Regions from separate parts of the Sus scrofa genome. Here region 1 is linked to region 2. A link is a contact called in public Hi-C data. All regions are on one chromosome and are shown on one strand. Each heading gives the region's core, a stretch centred on a gene start, on an enhancer-like site or on the middle of the called end of the contact. The rest is flanking DNA. Distances are from core to core; before and after follow the strand shown. Region 1 holds the start of SLC35E2B (solute carrier family 35 member E2B). Region 2 holds the start of TMEM88B (transmembrane protein 88B).

What was found. A called contact is a pair of places that touch in the nucleus more often than the background predicts.
Region 1: a contact with region 2 is called in a Hi-C map of skeletal muscle, with 2.5 times the contacts expected there. The contact joins the promoter of SLC35E2B here to the promoter of TMEM88B in region 2. A contact is called at or near these places in 1 of 5 promoter capture datasets (fetal liver), 4 of 47 Hi-C or Micro-C datasets (embryonic fibroblasts, liver, retroperitoneal adipose tissue and 1 more) and 1 of 2 datasets of contacts at active chromatin or transcription factors (alveolar macrophages).

The regions. Positions count from the first base shown.
Region 1 is chr6:63,841,023-63,844,678 of Sscrofa11.1, forward strand. It overlaps SLC35E2B (solute carrier family 35 member E2B), which reads right to left and starts at 1,378. Exons shown (of 10, transcript XM_021097474.1): 1 at 528-1,378.
Region 2 is chr6:63,684,369-63,688,526 of Sscrofa11.1, forward strand. TMEM88B (transmembrane protein 88B) reads left to right here and starts at 2,174. Exons shown (of 2, transcript XM_003127505.3): 1 at 2,174-2,751; 2 at 3,828-4,158. The coding sequence starts at 2,485. The coding sequence ends at 4,088. It overlaps ANKRD65 (ankyrin repeat domain-containing protein 65), which reads right to left and starts at 2,041. Exons shown (of 6, transcript XM_005653352.3): 1 at 1,826-2,041; 2 at 1,605-1,750; 3 at 1-1,257.

The DNA.
Region 1 (3,656 bases), core at 128-2,627, 160 kb after region 2:
GGGCAGGAACGCGGGGCCCGCCCCGGGGGCCTTGTGTCGAGCGAGACAGCGCCCCGCGGCCGCGCCATCCACCCTGAGAGGCGGCCTGGGGGCTTCACGTGGTGGACGCGAGGGACAGTCACCCTGCGGTTGCCGGGCCTCGGGAGGATGGACGGCCCCGGACGACTGGGCCACGCGCGGGCCGAGGCTCTGGGGTGCCCAATGGCCGCGCCCGCAAGGGGGTCCGCAGGCCGGGGGAGGGAGGAGGCCGGAGAGAGGGGCGACCCCCGGAGGCAACCCGCCCGGCCAGCTTTATTCAGGACGTCACCCACCAAGGAAGCCCGCGGCCAGACGGCGCGCGGACCACGTAGCCTCGGGACGCCGCCCCGCCGCCCCGCCGCCCCGCCGCCCCGCCGCCCCGCCGCCCCGCCGCCCCGCCGCCCCGCCGCCCCGCCGCCCCGCCGCCCCGCCGCCCCGCCGCCCCGCCGCCCCGCCGCCCCGCCGCCCCGCCGCCCCGCCGCCCCGCCCACACACAGGGCCCCGCCCACCTCCCGGCGACGGTGGCTCCGGGAGCGAACGGCAGCAGACCCGGCCCAGGTGAGGTGGGCGGGCCCCGAGCGGACCCGCGGGTCCCTCCGGGCGGCGGGGCGGGGCCGGGGGCGGGGCGAGCCGGAACGGAAGTGAGGCTGTCGACACGGAAGCCGGGATCCGGAAGTGACGTATCGGAAGCCCGCGGCCGCTCCTCGCAGTCCGGAGGGACTCGCTGCCGCTCGCTGCGAGTGTCCCGCCTTCGTCGCCGCTGCTGTGTAGCCGGGGCCGGAGACGCGCTGCTGGGCAGTTCCCCGCTCTGTACTTCCCTTGTCACCCTCCAGGCTGTACGACCGGGGCTCAGGAGGGGAAGGTGCTGCTGGGCAACAGCGCGCTCGGCATTTGCCCCCTTGGCCCCCTCGGGGCCGGACCACCGCGGCCCTGGAGAGGCGGCCAGTCCGTGGAGGCGAAGACCTACAAGCCCCTAGGGGCCGCTCTCCGGGTTTGGGTTTCAAGGGACGAAACTCCAGCCGCAACACACCTACTTTAGGGAAGGAGAGATGGGCTGAGGCGACCAGCGCAGGAGCTCTGGGAGCTGCTGGATCCCGAGGCCACGCCCCCTGGCGCTGCGGTGATTGGAGGAGCGGTGGGTAGCCCCGCCCAGGGGCGTGGCCTAGGCCCGCTTGGGTGCCAGGCTCCGCCTGGCCGGTTGCTCCTGCTGCTGGCCTAGTCTCTCTTGTCCGGTTTTCCTCCCCTGCTTACTTTTTAACTTAAGTTTTAGGAGCAAGGGTACAGCTAATGGGCTCTTCTTAACGACTGCTTTTTGGCCAAACTTTTGCATTTTTTCCATATTGTTTTAAAATTAATAAAGTTTCAGAATTCCCTGTGGCACAGCGGGTTAAGGATCCTGTGGTTGTCACTGCAGTGGCTCTGGTCACTGCTTTGGAGCGGTTTCGATCCCTAGCCTGGGAACTTCCAAATGCTGTGGGCACGCACAAAAACAAATGAATAAAATTTCTCCTTTAGGTCCTGGCCAGAGGGTCAGTTAATGGAGGGTGGTATCTGCCCATCCCTAGGCACCCACAGGCAGGGCTTTCCGTGAGATTCTTTAGAGACTGTAACTGGAGGAGCATCAGGGGAGCCCCAGGGGCTGGTCAAGGGCCTGGCCCTGAAAATGCAAAATAAAAGAAAGCATCGGAGTTCCCGTCGTGGCTCAATGGTCAACGAATCTGACTAGGAACCATGAGGTTGGGGGTTCGATCCCTGGCCCCGCTCAGTGGGTTAAGGATCTGGCATTGCCATGAGCCCTGGTGTAGGTTGCAGATGCGCCTCAGATCTGGCATTTCTGTGAACCTGGGAACCTCCATATGCCACGGATGCAGCCCTAGAAAAAGACAAAACAAAAACAAAAACAGCAAAAAAATGAAATTCATGTGTACTTACCTCTGAACATTATATGGTGCCATTTTCATCATCTCTAAATTGAGTGTGCAGGACCCTCAACAAGTTTATGGGGTGGCTTTTCCTACTTTGCACAAAACCCTGAGATGACGGGATTTTCTGAGGGGCCACACCTGTGACATTCCGAAGTTCCCAGGCCAACCCCACACCACAATGGTGACCAGCACCACAGCGGTGACAGTGCCAGGGAACTCCAACTGAGATGCTTGATGACTGCCCAGCTGTGCTGGATTGTTGATGGTCAGTGAGTTACTTGGAAACAAATAGTTTCAAAAGCAAACTTACAGAAAGTATCAAAAATTTTTTGCAGAGTTCCCGTCATGACTCAGTGGTTAACGACTCTGACTAGGAACCATGAGGTTGCAGGTTGGATCCCTGGCCTTGCTCAGTGGGTTAAAGAGCTAAGGATCCAGTGTCGCTGTGAGCTGTGCTGTAGATCGCAGACACAGCTTGGATCCTGCGTTGCTGTGGCTCTGGCGTAGGCTGTCGGCTACAGCTCCGACTCAACCCCTAGCCTGGGAAGCTCCATATGCTGTGGGTGTGGCCCTGGAAAAAGACAAAAAGACAAAAAAAAAATTTGTTTTGAGATCTTTCTTACATTTTATCTGGGACAGTGCCATTTAATAATTTTGAAATGATGTCAGAGGAGCCTGGGCCCCTCCTGTCCTGGGCTGGGCTCCCGGCACACAGGACAGTGCTCCCTGCCTCCTGGGCTTCCAGCTAGCCCTTGGGCAGCGCTGCCCAGGCCTCCAGCCACTGCCAAGGAAGCCCCTGCTCTGTGGTCACATTTCCAGAGTTTGGGTCCTGCCCCTTTCTCTTTGTCCCGCTAATGGCTGGTCACCTAAAACAACAAAACAGCCAGTTATTTTACTGTGAAATGAGTTTGGCAGCAGCAATGCGTTGTGACTTTGGACACCCAACTGTGGTGACCCTCTCACAAGTCTGGTAAAACAGAGGAGAGGAAACTTATAAAGAGGAGAAAGGGGAAGTTGTTATAAACAAAAAGTCCAGGAGGTCCCGTCATGGCACTGTGGAAGCGAATCCATCTAGTATCCACAAGGTTGCGGGTTCCATCCCTGCCTCACCTAATGGGTTAAGGATCCGGTGTTGCCATGAGCTGTGATGAAGGTCCCAGATGTGGCTTAGATCTGGTCTTGCTGTGGCTGTTGTGTAGGCCAGCGGCTACAGCTCCATTTGACCCTAGCCTGGGAACCTCCATGTGGCACGGATGTGGCCCTAAAAAAGGCAAAAAAAAAAAGTAGCTTGCTTCTCATCACAGATGGAAGGGACTCTGCTGCTATTGGTTCCATATCAAGGTTGAGGGGTGTGAGCCTGAGAGCTACCCCCTGACACTACTAGAATTGAGGCTTCCCTCTATTAGTTTCCACACAGTTCTTGTCTAAGTTCTTGCAGGAGACACGGCTTTGTTGCCTATGAAGGCAGCAGGAGTAATTTCACCCTGGGTCTCAGGGAAGCCACAACAAAGCATCGGTGCAGTTTTATGCAAATTTGCTGTAGTTTTAGCTTCTTTTCACTGGATTCCAAGAAGCAGAACTTGGGAGTCAAAGACTAGTCTGGCCAGGGTTCCTTACACCCTCATCAGCTTCACACGTGCTGTTTAAGCTTCTTTGCTAATTTGCACATTAGACACAAATCCTATAGGAAGCAGTTCTTGGGAAGGAAGCCCC
Region 2 (4,158 bases), core at 924-3,423:
GCTCACAGCGACACCAGATTCTTAACCCACTGAGCGAGGCCAGGGATCGAACCTGCAACCTCATGGTTCCTAGTCGGATTCGTTTCCACTGTTTGTTGTTGTTGCTGTTGCTGTTCTTTTTAATAAGGAGCATGGCCAGATGACAGGGGCGCGAAGGACGCACAGGTGCAGCAGCCGTGCCTGGGGGCCCTGTGGGCTGTCCTAGCCCTCGTCAGAGCTGGGGAGCTAGAACCCACCTCCTGGTGGCCTCCTTGGAGCCAGACAGCAGGGCCATGGGGGCCGGGGGCACTGCAGCTTGCTCAGGTGACCTCAGCGGACTGGGGCCAGACTGTCAGGCCCCCCCACAGAGCTGTCCTGCGACAAGGCAGAGGTACCTGCTGGCCTCATTCCCCTCTGAATCCACAGGCCTTAAGGTGCCCAGTGCACAGTGGGGGCTCAACAGAGTGTTGAATGAGTGAATGAATGAGGAAGGGACCTGAGGATAGGATGGGCTTGGAAGGGAAATAAGGAGCTCTCGCTGTGGCACAACAGGATGGACAGTGTTTTGAGAGCGCTGGGATGCAGGTTCGATCCCCAGCATGGCACAGTGGGTTAAGGATCTGGTGTTACTACAGCTGCGGCTTAATTTGAGGCTATGGCTCGGATTTGATCCCTGGCCTGGGAGCTCCATATGCTGCGGGGTGGCAAAAAAAAGAAAAAAAAAAAAAAGAAAAGAAAAGAAAGGAAAGCAAATAAGATAGCTAGCCTTGCCGTCTGAACTCTCTCTATCCAAACTTTATTCATTTTCACCGTTTTTTTTCCAAATAAACAGCTATTAGAAAAGATAGTTTGTTAAATAAGTGGTGCTGAGAAAACTGGACACCCACATGGGAAAGAATGAAATTAGAACACTCCCTCACACCATACAGAAAAATAAACTCAAACTGGATTAAAAACCTGGATATAAGACCAGACACTATAAAACTCTTAGAGGAAAACATAGGCCAAACCCTCTCTGACATAAACCACAGCAACATTTTCTCAGATCCACCTCTGAGAGTCATGCCAAATAAACAGCTACTGTGAGGTCACGTGTGTGCCAGCAAAGACAGTTAAAGGGCATGTGTGCTGGGCAGCAGGGTGGGCAGGAGCTGCAGGGAGCCTCAGCTACGTCCTGGTAGGCATGTCTGCACCTGTGCCCCCTGAACCAGGTGTACACTGTCGCCGTCGTCGCCCACGTCCCCATGTGTCTGAAGCACGGCGGTGAGCTGGAGAGGCCTGGAAAATGTTAGAAGCCCAGTTGGAAGGGCTGAGGCTGCCTGTGGGTGGAGTGAAGCGAAACATACAGCCTCCCTGGTCCAGCTCACAGACAACCAACGCAGGGGTTTAAGTGTCGACTAGTTACGCCGGCGGTGGCTTGTTTATCAGGGTTTTTGGCCGTACCCACAGCATATGGATGTTTCCAGGCCAGAGATGGAACCCAAGTGACAACACCACCCGATTTTTTTTTTTTTTTTTGTCTCTTTAGGGCTGCACCTGTGGCATATGGAAGTTCCCAGGCTAGGGTTGAATCAGCCACAGCAACACCGGGTCCTTAACCCACTGAGTGAGGCCAGGAATCAAACCTGCATCTTCATGGATCCTAGTCTGGTTTGTCACAACAGGAACTCCACAACACCAGATTCTTAACCCACTGCGCCACCAGGGAACTCCCCATCAGAGGTACTGAAAACACCCTTTGTCGTGCTCTGAAATTCTGGGATCCTAGGAGCTGCGAAGAGGGTTTGAGTCAATATTGGAGAAGTCAGTTGGGGTTTTGGAGGGGCTGGGAGGGCGCCTCCCTTACCTGGAAGAGTGGACTACGTGCTCCCACTCTTTTCAGGATGGACTGGATTCAGGCAGGAAGGGTGCCTGGGATGGCAGCTGCTCGTCTTGGGCGCCCACCGTGTGCTGAGCCCCACACTAAGGATGGCCCACCCGCCCTCTCAGTGTAGGCATCCAGCATCTTCTGGGGCTCTTTTCTGATTCTCTTTGAGGGACCAACAGGGGCTAGGGCTGCGGGTGAGGTGGGTGTTGACCTCTTCAGTTGCCAGAGTCAAGGCCGATGAACCGCAGTCATTGTGTGAGAGGGCGGGATGGGGAGGGAGGAGGGCCTGGCGCTGAGCGGTGCGGACAGGACAGCCTGGCAGGCGCTGACCAGAATGTGCGGGAGCTGGCTGGGGAGACTGGCCAGGGCCAGAGCTGTAGTAACCTGGCAGAGAGAGTCAGCCTGGCAGCGGAGGGACCTAAGGATCAGGTGTGGCCCTGGAGACTGATGGTCAGGGCTGGACCTACCTGGGCCAAGGTCCTGCTCTCCAGCTCTTCCACTATCTGGTTGCTGGGTGGAGGTCTGACCTGGGGACCTAGGGTGAAAAGGTTGCTAGTCTGACAGGGGGGCAGGGGCAGGGGGCAGTCATACCACGTGACCACTGCTGTGAGCCCACCAGGCCCACTGCCTAAGAGAGCATGAGTGAGCAGGAGAGGGAGACAGAGGAGGATGAGGGAGAGGGCACTTCAGACACAGCACCCATGCTGCCCGGAAGTCTTGCTGACCGCCAGACCTCTGCACGGATGTCCCCAGGGTGGGCCGCCCAAGGCCTAGGGACCCTGCTGCTGTCAGGCCGGGCCCTGGCAGGGCTCCTGCTCCACCTTCTGCTTCCTGCAACTGTGTTCCTGCTGGTGCTGCTGCCAGCAGCCACCATCGTCTACCTGGGATTCCTGTGCCACTCGAGGGTGAGCTGAGCCCTCCACGGGCGCAGGGGTGGGCACGGTCTGGGATCCTTGGGGGGAGCAGGTCCTGTGGAAGTTCAGGGCCTGGGGGGTGAAGGTGGATTTGCCCCCTTCCAGCATGGCCTCTTGTCCCCAGAGGCATGTGTGCCCCTCCCTGCAGAGCCCCTTCCTCTGCCAAGTGTCCCCCCCGCCGGCCACAGCAAAAGAAGGGCTTTTGTTTGTCCCCCAAGGGAACAGCTCTCTCCCCTCCCCTGAGGCTGCTCGGCCTTGTACCAGGGGCCGCCAGGGCCTGGACAGCTGGGCGGGGTGCGAAGAGGAGGAGGTTCCAGGAAGAGACGACAGGGATGTCGTCAGATTTAAGGAGTCTGAAGTCCCCACGCCCAGAGCCCCTGGCAGATGCCTCCTACCCTGGGCCGGCTTCCCGCCTGTGGAACGGGCTGCGGCTTAGGGATGGGGAGGGCACAGGCAGATGGGTCCCCGGGTCCCTCCTTCTGTAGGCAGAAGGTGGAGGAGGGGACCAAATGCGGAGCCACACACGAGAAGGTGGTGCCAGCTGGCAACACCCCCGGGAAGGGCCTTGAGGTCAGATGCCAACAGAGGGAAGGGCCGTCAGAGAGGAGAGAAGGGAGGAAGGCGCGGGTCAGGGAACCGCACAACTGTTCTTTGAGCCTCCCCTCCAGGAACTCCTCCTCCTGCCACTTACCACCTGGGTCTCCGATCGTCCATTCTAGGCTCAGAAAAGCCCGGCCCCGAGCTGGCCCCAGCCACCCGACTCCGCCAGAACTCAGGCCCCGCCCCGGGCCACCTGCTTCCAGGACCCACCCAATCCATCCGCCCAACTGCGGGCCCCGCCCCGGAGCTGAGGTCCCGCCCGCTCTGGGTCCGCGGGCGCCAGGCCCCGCCCTCTCCCGATCCACGTGTTCTCAGGCCCCGCCCAGGCTCCGTGTGCCCCCCCCCCCCCCCCCGCCAGCACTCCAACTGGAATGGAGGCTGAGCTCCCTCCCAGTCCCCTGGCTCCCAGGCCCCATCCCGGGATGGAGGCCCCACCAGCCCCGCCTGACGGTCCGCCTCGCCCTCAGGTCCACCCGGCGCCCCGCCCCGCGTGCCGTGCCCTGCTCTCGGACCGCGGATCGGCAGCGCTCATCGTATTGGGCTTCCTCTCGCTGCCTCCGCTGCTGGTGCTCGCCTCTGCCGCCCGCGCCCGCTTGGCCCGACGCCTCCGCGCGCTGCTGCCACCCCCAACTAGGGGTCCCAGACCCCGCGGTCATTCGGTGTCCAGCGACTGGGGATGCACGCGAAGCCATCCCAACGGGGAGGAGCAGCTCTGCGCCTGGGTGTGATCCCGGAGATCTCTCCAAATCCCGGAGGCCCCCGAACTGTCCCCGTGTGCCCCATCACGTGGCCCCAGGC